2 separate regions of the Ovis aries genome follow, and region 1 is linked to region 2. The links are chromatin contacts, called in public Hi-C maps. All regions are on one chromosome and are shown on one strand. Each heading gives the region's core, a stretch centred on a gene start, on an enhancer-like site or on the middle of the called end of the contact. The rest is flanking DNA. Distances are from core to core; before and after follow the strand shown.

Region 1 (5,279 bases), core at 930-3,429, 77 kb after region 2:
AATGGCAAGACATTCCAGTATTCTTGCCTGGAGAATCCCCTGGGCAGAGGAGCCTGGCAGGCTAGAGTCCATGAGGTCGAAAGAATCTGATATGACTGAGCGATTAAACCACCAACCACCAGTAACTAGGCGATACAAAGACGAGGGCAGGGGTCAGACTCAATGGACTCATCATCTCACGTCATCAGACCTGGGCCTCTGGCTGCTGGGCCTGAGAACAGGGGCCAGGGCAGAGGAGTGAGGCCAGCAGCGCCCAAGCCACACTCCCCACCTACCCCACTTCTGCCTCTTTCTGTGGGTCGCAAATTCCAGGAGGGAGGAGGGACGGACGGACTTTCCAAACCCAGCAAGTCCTGGTGGGGCTGCAGGTGTTCTCCATACGCTGCCCTCCCTGCCACAGGAGGTTCCTGTGCAAAGGTGCGCCAATACAGCTACCAGATTCAAAGTTGCCTAAGGCCCTTCCTAGGCTTCCCTGGTGGCTCCGTGGTAAAGAATCTGCCTGCCAGTTCAGGAGACGATCCTTGGGTTGGGAAGATCCCCTGGAGAAGGAGATGGCAATCTACTCCAAGATTCTTGCCTGGGAAATCCCATAGACAGAGGAACCTGGCATGCTGCAGTCCATGGGGTCACAAACAGTTGGACACAACTTAGCGACTGAAGAACAATAATACCAAGGTCCTTCCAGCTGAGAAATCTACATGTGTTTTCTCCCTCTCAGAGCACTTCCTAGAGCTCGACTCTGTGCTCCAGGTGAACGAAGGGAGCCAGATATGTAGGTGCCTTGTGGCCCTGCCCACTTGGGGGTAAGTGCAGGAGGAAGGCCCTGAGAAGCACCCGGGTAGGACCCTGTGGCAAGGCAATGACTGTGCACAAAGGGGCTGGAATGAGCAAGACAGACTTTACAGCAGGGTCGGGGCCCAGGACAGGGTGGAATTTGGATTTTGTACGGGGTGGAGACATAGGAAGGAGAAGGTGAGGGGTAGGAATGAGTCAGCTGGTTCCTGGAACAACGAGGAGACCCCAAGCCCCTCAGCAGCATCCAGGAGAGGAGCTGACGTGGTTCACGGCTTTAGCACCACACCGCTGCGGATCAGGTACTCAACATCTGCCAGGCGGACGAACCTGGAACTTTGTCGGATGCACGGAGAGGTTGGGGAAGGGCATCCTTCTGGTCCCAGCTAAGGGTTCTAGATAGAAAACCCTAGGTGAAATGAGGACAGGGCTGGTTTGGCTCAGCTTGTTAGTACCAGGTACCCACTCAGGGCCTGATGAGTATTTATCCAGTGAGTGATCCAGTACACAAATGGGTAACCGTGATTTAATAAAGACGTGCTCAGCTGGAATCTGAGTGGTGGGTCAGCCAGACCATCAGTCGATGCCCAGAGACCTGAATGAGCTGGAAGTGAGAGCAGAGCCAGAAGCTCAGTGCCGTCAGTGGAGGTGGGTAGGGGGTCAGGAGTCAGACAGGTGAAGCCTTCACTGCTGGGAGGGTAGGGTTGGGAGGAGGATCTCTTTCTACACGGCAAAAGCAGCTGGGTATGGCGGCCAAAGCTGAGTGTCTGGAAGCCACTGGGGTACAGACAGGGAGACCAACTGTTCTAGTTTGCCTAGGACTGAGGGGTTTCCCAGAATGTAGGACTTCCAGTGGGCTTCCCAGGTGGCTCTGTGGTAATGAAAGAAAAGGCAATCCACTGCAGTGCTCTTGCTTGGGAAATCCCACGGACAGAGGAACCTGGCAGGCTGCAGTCCATGGGGTTTCAGAAGAATCAGACACAACTTAGCAACTAAACAACAATAACAGAACTTTCAGTGCTGAAACCAGCAATGTTCCAAGTTAACCAGGAGGAGTTGGTTCCCCGAGGCACAGGGCTGCCCTTACCAGCATTGATGTGGTACGAACCATGTTTGCAAGGTGCCTCTGAGCGTGCAAAACTCTCCCAGATTCACAGGCTCGGGTAAATGCAATCACAAACCTGTGAGCTAAGCCAAGCTGGCACTACGAATCTCATTTCATGGAACCAGGAAACTGGGGTTCGGAGGTGAATGATCTGCATAAGGAAGGTTCCACAGTGGATCAGGAGCACAGCCATGTCTGAGCTGGCCTCCAGCTTCCCTGCTTTCTGTAAACACTGGGAAGACATGAAACAGATAAGTGCTGTCTGTTGAGCACAGCTGTGAGCTGTGCCAACTTCCTTCAGGCTGATGGATGCCAAGGGAAGCAGCAGGGGCCTGCCCCACGAAGCAGGCCTAGGGGCCCCAGGGAAATTGGCCCATCTGGCCCTCTGCTCTTCTGAGATTCTGGCATCGGGTGGACAGCTGGCCACCACCTGGGATTCTGGGAGAGACGATGGGGGTGGCGGTCTGCTGGCCACCGCTCTGCTTGCCTCCCCTGTCACATCCTCATGAGGGCCACCCCTCGTGTAAGGCCAGGATCCCCGAAGACCCTTGTAAAAGGCAGATGGATCATCTCGCCACACACCCAGCAGTCCCTGGGTGCAGAAAGGTCTTGGCAGCTCTTGGAAGCTGGAAAGAGGACAGGCCAGGGTACAGAGGGAAGGGGGAACAGGAAACAGGATGGGGAGAGGAAGGAGAAGACAGAAGACATTTGGGGGAAATTTTTAAGTTGAAGGAGCTTCCTAGAGCAGTCTTGCTGAGTGATTGGTTTCAAGCTATAACTGCATTAGCACTGCCTTGAGGGGTCTGTTAAAACCCAGACTGTGGGGCTCACTCTAGGTTTCTGATTCCGCAGGTCTAGGGCAGGCTGAGGGTTTGCAGTTCCCAAGTTGTTAGATGAGGCTGATTTACTGGTCTTGGCACCCTATCTTGAAAGCCACTGGCCTGGTGCAGGTAGTGGGGTTGGGGTGGGGGGACAAAGGCAGAAAGGCACTGATGGACTGCTGGAGGCTGAGAAACCCCCTGACAGTAAAGATGTAACATGCTGGAGCCTTTGGTTCACAAATTTCAGAAAAGATCAAAATCACCTCGGGGGTGGAGGTGATGAGTTTAAAGAGAAGATTTCTGGGGCCACCCTAGATAGCTATCTGACTGTCCAGGTTTGGCAGAGGATCCAGGAACTTAAAAACCTAAACAGCTCTGAGTAGTTTTGAGGCAGGTGATCCGGAGACCACATGGAGAAGCGGGACAGCCTTAGAGGGGCACAGTGGGAAAATACACCTTGGGCTTCATGAGCTGTGATGGGCCATAGCCCCGTCTGCAGTATCAAGCCCTGACTCAGGACCAGCTGCACCAGCCAATACCGTAGCCACTGGCCACATGCGGCCTTTAAAACAGATTGAAATTCAGCTGTGTGGTCGTACTAGCTACATTTTAAATCTAGCGGCTACCACACAGGACAGTGGACCATTTTCAGCTTGGCAGAGAATTCCATAAGATGGTTCTGGCCCAAAGAGATCACAGTGTCTGCCTCTATTTCCCTTTCTGTAAAAGGGGGCTGCTTGCTATTCTCTTCTGGGGTACAAAAGAGGGGAAACAGTCTACCCAGGGCAGCCATTGCTAGCCCGCATCTAAAGACCCCTGTACCTGCTGCTGGGAGGAGGCAGTCCAGCTTGGTGGGGGTGGGTCTCCCAGCTAGAGGGAGACCACAGACAGAGTGGGGACCTCCCACTCTGCCACCCAGGCCTCTTGGCCCCCCACCCTGAAGAAGCTGACAAAGTCCACAGGGTATAAGGTGATAGAAACAGTCCCATGGCTCCCATCTGTCCTGTGGACATGGCAAGAGATGCCAAGAGGAAGCACAGAACAGGCCACTCAGCTGAACACGTCTGTCATGGGCGCAGCGTTCAGACTAACAACAAAAGGGACCCGCGGCAGGGGAGGGGGCAGCCCGGGATGGTGGGTTTGGTACCAAGTCTGAAGAGCCTGGATGAACCGTCAAGAATGTGGTCTCCTCTGACTCTCAGCACCCAGCCCAGGACCTGGCCTCTCGGAGGAGCTCAAGGAAAGAGGAGTATTGGTGGAGTGAAAGGTTGCATGAGTGCTAGTGGCAGCCTAGGACACGGAGCAGGACATCCGAGCAAAAAGGCCTAGCTGGCGGCTTTCTCAGCATAGCACAGTCTTGTGAGAGGGCAAGACAGAAATCCATGTGCCTCTTTTTAAGAGATTCTGGGCAAAGGTGGGGGCAGGGGGGCGGCGAGAGGGAGGGGGAGGAGCAGGAAGAGGTGGAGGCGGGAAAACAGATTAGAAAAGAAAGAAGTGGGATTGGAATAGGATAGGATACCTGATGTCCACTCTGGTTCACCTGTGGGAGGGGAAAACGATGATGCCAAGGGTGACGTCAGGGAGCAGGGGGTAAGCAGAGTGTGCGGCTCCCTCATTCCTTGCTCAAAAATTAACTGAATCCCAGAGAAGTGGGCTTCCCTGGTGGCTCAGCCGGTACAGGATCCACCTGCAATGCAGGAGACCTGGGTCCCATCCCTGGTTTGGGAAGATCAGCTGGAGAAGGGAACGGCTACTCACTCCAGTATTCTGGCCTGGAGAATTCCATGGACTGTATAGCCCATGGGGTTGCAAAGAATTGGACATGACTGAGCGACTTTCACTTCACAGAGAAGTGAATGGCAGAGGTTCTCCAAGTCTGATCCACGGAAACCCCACATCAAATTCACCCAGGGCACTTGATACAAAATACAAGATTCCCAGGCCCTTCCATAGACCTACAGAGTCAGAATCTTGAGGTGAAGCCTGAGAAGGTGCATACTAGCAGTCACCCTAGACTGCTGTGATCCCCAAAGTCTGAGGCCCCCTTCAAAAGATCAGAGGGAGCTAGGGAAGAGGGTGAAGGGAGAGAGCACCCAGCTCTGCCAAGACATCCAAGTACCTTTGTGAGTTTTCACGTCTCTCCCTGGAAACTACCCCACATGACACCTTGGAGCACGGTCCCTTCCTCGCTCCGGGCCTCAGTTCCCGAGCTTCGGAGAGGGAGTAAATTGACCCCATCCCGGCCCAGGTTTCCCTCTCAGGGCTCTGCATCCCAGCTTTCCAAATGGCCAGGGTCAAACCTCCTGTCACAGGCCAGCTGGCCTCTTTGGATTCTTGCCGGGCTAGAGGCGTGGGCTGTCTTCTGGGACCCCAGGGACCCTCCTTCTAAAGGTACCCAGCTTACTGGATGCTGTTATGCCCAAGATGAGAAAAAAAAGAGCATCACAGCCTCCTCCTGGTGCCCCAGTAGCTCTCAAGGCATCGTCAGCTGATGAGTGAAACCGCAGGGAAGAAGAACAGGAACACAGGTAACACAGTGCCTGGCTCCTGGGCGGCCCTCA
Region 2 (5,335 bases), core at 365-2,864:
TGGGGTGAGCATTAAAGCAAAGTAAGAGCTCTAACTATGCCTGACAGTGCTTGCTGGCTTGTATTTTAGTACCATTCTAACAGTCATCACCATCTAAGGGGACCAGGTGGTCTTGGGAGGGAAGGGGCGCCCTCTTGGGGGAGTCTGAGCAGAGGACACAAGTGCATGAGGTTGGAAGGCTGTCTGGGAGCCTGGGCAGAGGGGCGATGAGAGGAGGAGCCACCTGGAGAGTGTCTGTCTCAAGCAGAGATGCCTGGGGCTCCCAATGGGAAAAACAATTTTTTTCTGCCGCGTGGCTCCGTTCTCCAACCAGGGATCGAACCCACGCCTCCTGCAGTGGTAGTGTGGAGTCCTAACCACTGGACGACCAGGAAAGTGCCCCTGGGTAAAAAAATTTTTTCTTAAAAAAAATTTTTTTTTGCACCCACAGCATGTGGGACCTTAATTCCCTAATGAAAGATCGAACCCTCACCCCATGCATTGGAAAGCAGGGTCTTAACCACTGGACCATCACAGAAGTCCTGCGGCCCTGGAAAAACTTGAGACGGAGGGCAAGGCCAACCCTCAGGAGGGGATCAGACACCTGCAGACACAGTGTGATAAGAGAGACTGTGGGGGGCAGAGGGGACCTGTCTCAGGCTGTTTGAGGTCCTACCTGAGGGCAGGGGCACACTGTTGCTGCCGCCTGTCCCTCAGCTCTGAAGAGCTCAGAGCTTATCCAGAAGCATGGAGGGTGAGTGGCAGGCCTGGGAATCTGGGCTCCCACTTCCTGCCAGGGAAACTGGGAGGGTGAGGGTGGGGAGGGGGTGGTGTTTGTTTTCCAGACTCTGAAGGCAAGTCCAGGAAAGTCCTCCTTCCTCCAGATCACCACTAAAAATAGTGGCAGGGGATGGGCCCGGAACTGTGACATTCCCTAGACTCCGGGGGCGGAGATTTCTGGAAACACAGCATCGGCCCACAGGCTCCACGCTCCACACAGTGTAAACTATTATTCAGGCTCATGTTAGTGTGTGAGGTCATTTCAGATGAGACCATGGTGCTGGCTGGGTCCTGAGAGGAGGCAGGGAATGCCCAGAAGTCAGGGAGGCAGGACATGAGGGTGCAAGCCAGTATGCTGTGTGGCCTTGGGAACTCACACACCCTCTCTGGGCTTTGGTGTCATACTCTCATGGTGGTCCATCAGGCCCTCTAGAACCTTCAGGAAGTTTCCCTGGGTCAGTGATTTGGGGACTGGTCTCGCCATGCCCTCTCTCCAGCAGAGGAGAGCAGCCATAGAAAGCAGATCCTGGAGCTAAACTGTCTGGGTTCAAAGCCAGTTTGGCCCCTCAGGAGAGGTGTGACCTGGAGGCAGTCACAGATCCCACGTTTTCATACTGTAAAAGAGGATTGAACAGTCCTACCGCAGCCCATGCCTGCCTGATAAACACACATCCATGCTCACCAAGGGACCTGCATGGAAGAGTTACACTAACCGTAGAAGCTTTAGGCTGCAAACTGCCCACGCAACCCCGAGCAGAAGTGTCAGACCATCACGGTCCCGTCATAGGGGACAACTCCATCTCAGGAGAAACAATGAATAATATGAATGGACCACTCGGAAGAATGCCAAGCCAGTGAAGCCAGATACAAAGCATGTACTGTTCTGTACCACTCCCTTTACGGCACTTCAAAAGGGTGGGATTAATCCACACGGTGAGAAATCAGGAAGAAGCTCTCTACAGAGGGGACAGTGACAGGAAGGGGACCCAGGAGAGCTTTCAGGAAGTTCATCATGTTCTACTTCTAGATCCGGGTGCTGGTGGGGCAGGGGGGTTCAGTCTGTGACGATGCACCAAGCAGTGAACCAAGCCTTGCGCTGTTCTGCAGGAAAGTCATACTTGAATGCTTGCTTGCTCAGATGCTCAGTCACGTCCGATTCTTTGCAACCCAATGGACTGCAGCCTGCCAGGCTCCTCTCTCCACGGAATTTTTCATGCAAGAATACTGGAGCACGGCGCCACTCCCTCCTCTAAGGGATCTTCTTGACCCAGGGACTGAACCCGCATCTCTTACGTCTCCTGCATTGGCAGGTGGATTCTTTGAAACAGCCTCCACCTCAAAGGACTGGTTTCGTATACGCAATGGGCTCAGAGTGTCGCTGAGCACAGGGACAGTAAACACCAGCTCTTATGATTCGGTGGGGAGGCAGCCCTCATGCTATTAGGGGCACCTGTGAGTCGGTAATGAAGTGGGGCAGTTCCAGGTGTGGGCAAGGTGTGCCCTACTTCTTCTGTGGCTGGAGAAGGAACATGAACTTGGGGTTGGTCCTGGATTCAAAGTCCTGGTTCTTCCTGCACAGGCAAAGACAACACCTTCTGGGGCTTTCCTTGTGGTCCAATGGCTAAGACTTTGCAGTCATGATGCAGGGGGCCCAAGTTAGAGTCCTGGTCAGGGAACTAGATCCCACATGCTGCAACAAAGATGGAAGATCCTGCATGCCACAACTAAGACCTGGCACAGCCAAATAAATAAATAAATAAATGGTGTTTTTTTTTAAAAAGAGAGACTTCCCCAGCGGCTCAGAAGGTAAAGCGTCTGCCTATGATGCGGGAGACCTGGGTTCAATCCCTGGGTTGGGAAGATCTCCCGGAGAAGGAAATGGCAACCCACTCCAGTATTCTTGCCTGGAAAATCCATGACAACTTCCCGGTGTGACTGCGGTGACAGTGAAAGGACAAAGCGTCCACAAAGAGGCACAGACAGAGCTTGAGGAATGCAGGCCTGTGTGGGCTTCCCCAGCCCCAGTGATGCTCATGAAGAGGAGGAGGACTGTGCTGCTCACTCGCGTCCAACTCTGCGACCCCATGGACTGTAGCACGCCAGGCTTCCCTGTCCTTCACCATCTCCCAGAGCATGCTCAGATTCATGTCCACTGAGTCTGTGATGCCATCCAACCATCTCTCTCTGCCTCCCTCTTCTCCTTTTGCCTTCAGTCTTTCCTAACATCAGGGTCTTTTCCAGTAAGTCAGCTCTTTGCCTCAGATGGCCAAAGTATTGGAGCTTCAGCTTCAGCATCAGTCGTTCCAATGAATATTCAGGACTGATTTCCTTTAGGATTGACTGGTTTGATCTCCTTGCAGCCCAAGGGACTCTCAAGAGTCTTCTCCAACCGACACCACACAATGCAGGGGCATCAATTCTTCAGCACTCAGCCTTCTTTATGGTCCAGCTCTCACATCTGTACATGACTACTGGAAAAACCATAGCTTTGACTATACAGACCCGGGTTGGGTTAAAACACTTTGTAAGTTTTCACTAAATTTTTTTTTTTGCAACAATCCTGTGAGGTAGTTACTTTCATGACCCCCAGTGCACAAGCAAAGAAATAGGCAAAGATATAGGCAAGTGGTGGACACAGGGTCCGGCCCAGGGACTCTGGGTCTGAGCTCTTCCTCTTGACTTTGTCCAGATGGGCAGTGGCAGCTGCAGCATGGCTGGGGTTGATGCCAGCCGTGGGCGTGGGGAGGAGGGGTGCTTGGTGGTCCCATCTCATGAGATCCCAACACCCTGCAGGCCCCAAGCCTTCCTAGGGAACCTTCTGTGTCACCTCAGAGTCTCAGGACAGCTGCTGGGGAAACACAGGTCACAGTCCAGGTGGGGGTCCCAGCAGGACATTGAGAATTCAGGCGATGCTCTGCCTCCTGCTGGCCATGTGCCTTTGGGAAGCCAGGGGATCTCAGAGACTCGGCGTTCTCCTTTGTGCAATGGGCACAATAAAACCTGCCAACCTCACAGTCCAAGCAGTACCTGAAGATGAGTTCTTTAATCCATGGAGGGTTTCAAAGGCGTGAAGATGGCTGTGACTATGAAGGGACGGCTTGCCGGGGGACTGGCGTCCAGCTGTGCCATCTGGGTAGGCACGTCGGTCTACTCCTGACATGAAGGGTTAATCAGCGGCCATGACTGCAGACCTGAGCCTCATTCGGAGCTCAGCTTTTGTGACCACAAAACTCACATTCTGACCTTCATCAGGCCAGAAAATACTCTTAAATACTCTCTGAAAATACTCCTTAACTTGGCAGAGGAAGAAAAGCACATTTTTATCAACCTCCTAAAGTCTCAGTAGCGATAATTATCATTTTTTATTTTGTTCTTGTATCTTTGATTTTCCTCTCCCTTTCTAGGAGGATGGTGACTTCAGTTAACAGAGATGTGGCAGCAAAAAATCACAAGAACCAATTTTCTTGTCTTCTCCAACTGTCTGCCTCGCTTCTGGGTGCGGCCAGAAGAGGGAGACCCCAGCCACCGCTGCCCCCTCCCCCTCCCTGCTAAAAGGCAGGTTTCTGCTGCCTCCCCCGCCAGGGCCCCCGAGCTACCTGACACCACCCCTTCAACTGGTGAGGCCCATGAGTTTTATGGCAAGATTGCAAGTCTACTGTAATTAAGACCTCTATAAAATATTTAGATCACTGTGCCAGATATATTAATGATTATACATTTCAATGTTAATGAATGTAATTAGATGAAATATTAGCCAAGCCTGTCACTAAATATACATTCAGGACTGCTAAACTCTCGTATGTCAAATTATATGTGTGAGCAGGTGTACACACTTAAGACTTCTTTGAGGGACTTAGTCTTACTGAAAAAAAGGCTCAAAGAGTTGTCCACAAGAGCGGGGTGACAGGTTGGGAGAAAAGCATGGGGGTCAGAGGGGAAAGACCCTAAAGATCCCACAAGGTCCTTGTGAACTATGAAGATCAGATCAGCTAGTATATGTAAAAGTTTGCATGCCTCCTTGGATGGAGAAGTCACTACGCCTAGAAGTATCCACATCCCAGAGGCAGGCATAGGCAAATGGTTTAGTAGGGTGACACAGGGGTCTCCCCTGGAAGGCTAAGTTTATCTGAAAAACCTGCTTTAAAATAATAAATCGGACCTCCCTGGTAGCTCAGTGGTTAAGAATTCGCCTGCCAAAGCAGGGGACATGGGTTCAATCCCTGGTCCGGGAAGATTCCATATGCCATGGAGCAATTAAGCCTGTGTGCCACAGTTACTGAGACCTCGCTCTGGAGCCGTGCACCGCAACTAGAGAATAGCCCCTCTGCTCGCCACAACAGAGAAAGCCTGTGCACAGCAACAAAGACCTAGCACAGCCAAAAATAATAGATTTCCTGACAGTGACAAATGTCCAGGGTTCCATGTGAGCCAGCGGGTGCCCTCCACTCAAGAAGCACAGAGCTGAATTTCTGGGGCTCTCCCCCTGGGTGCTGGAGATGCCCTGCCATGAAAATTTAATCCAGCAGAATTCAACTAGTTGACTGGAGACTTGGTCTGGAGATGGTTTGCCATTGAG

What was found. A called contact is a pair of places that touch in the nucleus more often than the background predicts.
Region 1: a Hi-C map of mesenteric adipose tissue shows a contact between it and region 2, with 1.9 times the contacts expected there. The contact joins two enhancer-like sites. A contact is called at or near these places in 8 of 16 Hi-C or Micro-C datasets (hypothalamus, liver, mesenteric adipose tissue and 4 more).

The regions. Positions count from the first base shown.
Region 1 is chr12:51,850,807-51,856,085 of ARS-UI_Ramb_v3.0, forward strand. All of the region lies in intron 3 of KAZN (kazrin, periplakin interacting protein), which reads right to left. Among named protein-coding and RNA genes, the nearest start is that of TMEM51, 210 kb to the left of the region's middle. Within about 2 kb of position 2,180, at least 11 of the 54 cell types and tissues checked have an H3K27ac peak or open chromatin away from gene starts, as enhancers often do.
Region 2 is chr12:51,774,352-51,779,686 of ARS-UI_Ramb_v3.0, forward strand. The region is part of intron 4 of KAZN (kazrin, periplakin interacting protein); the gene reads right to left. Among named protein-coding and RNA genes, the nearest start is that of TMEM51, 140 kb to the left of the region's middle. Within about 2 kb of position 1,615, at least 13 of the 54 cell types and tissues checked have an H3K27ac peak or open chromatin away from gene starts, as enhancers often do.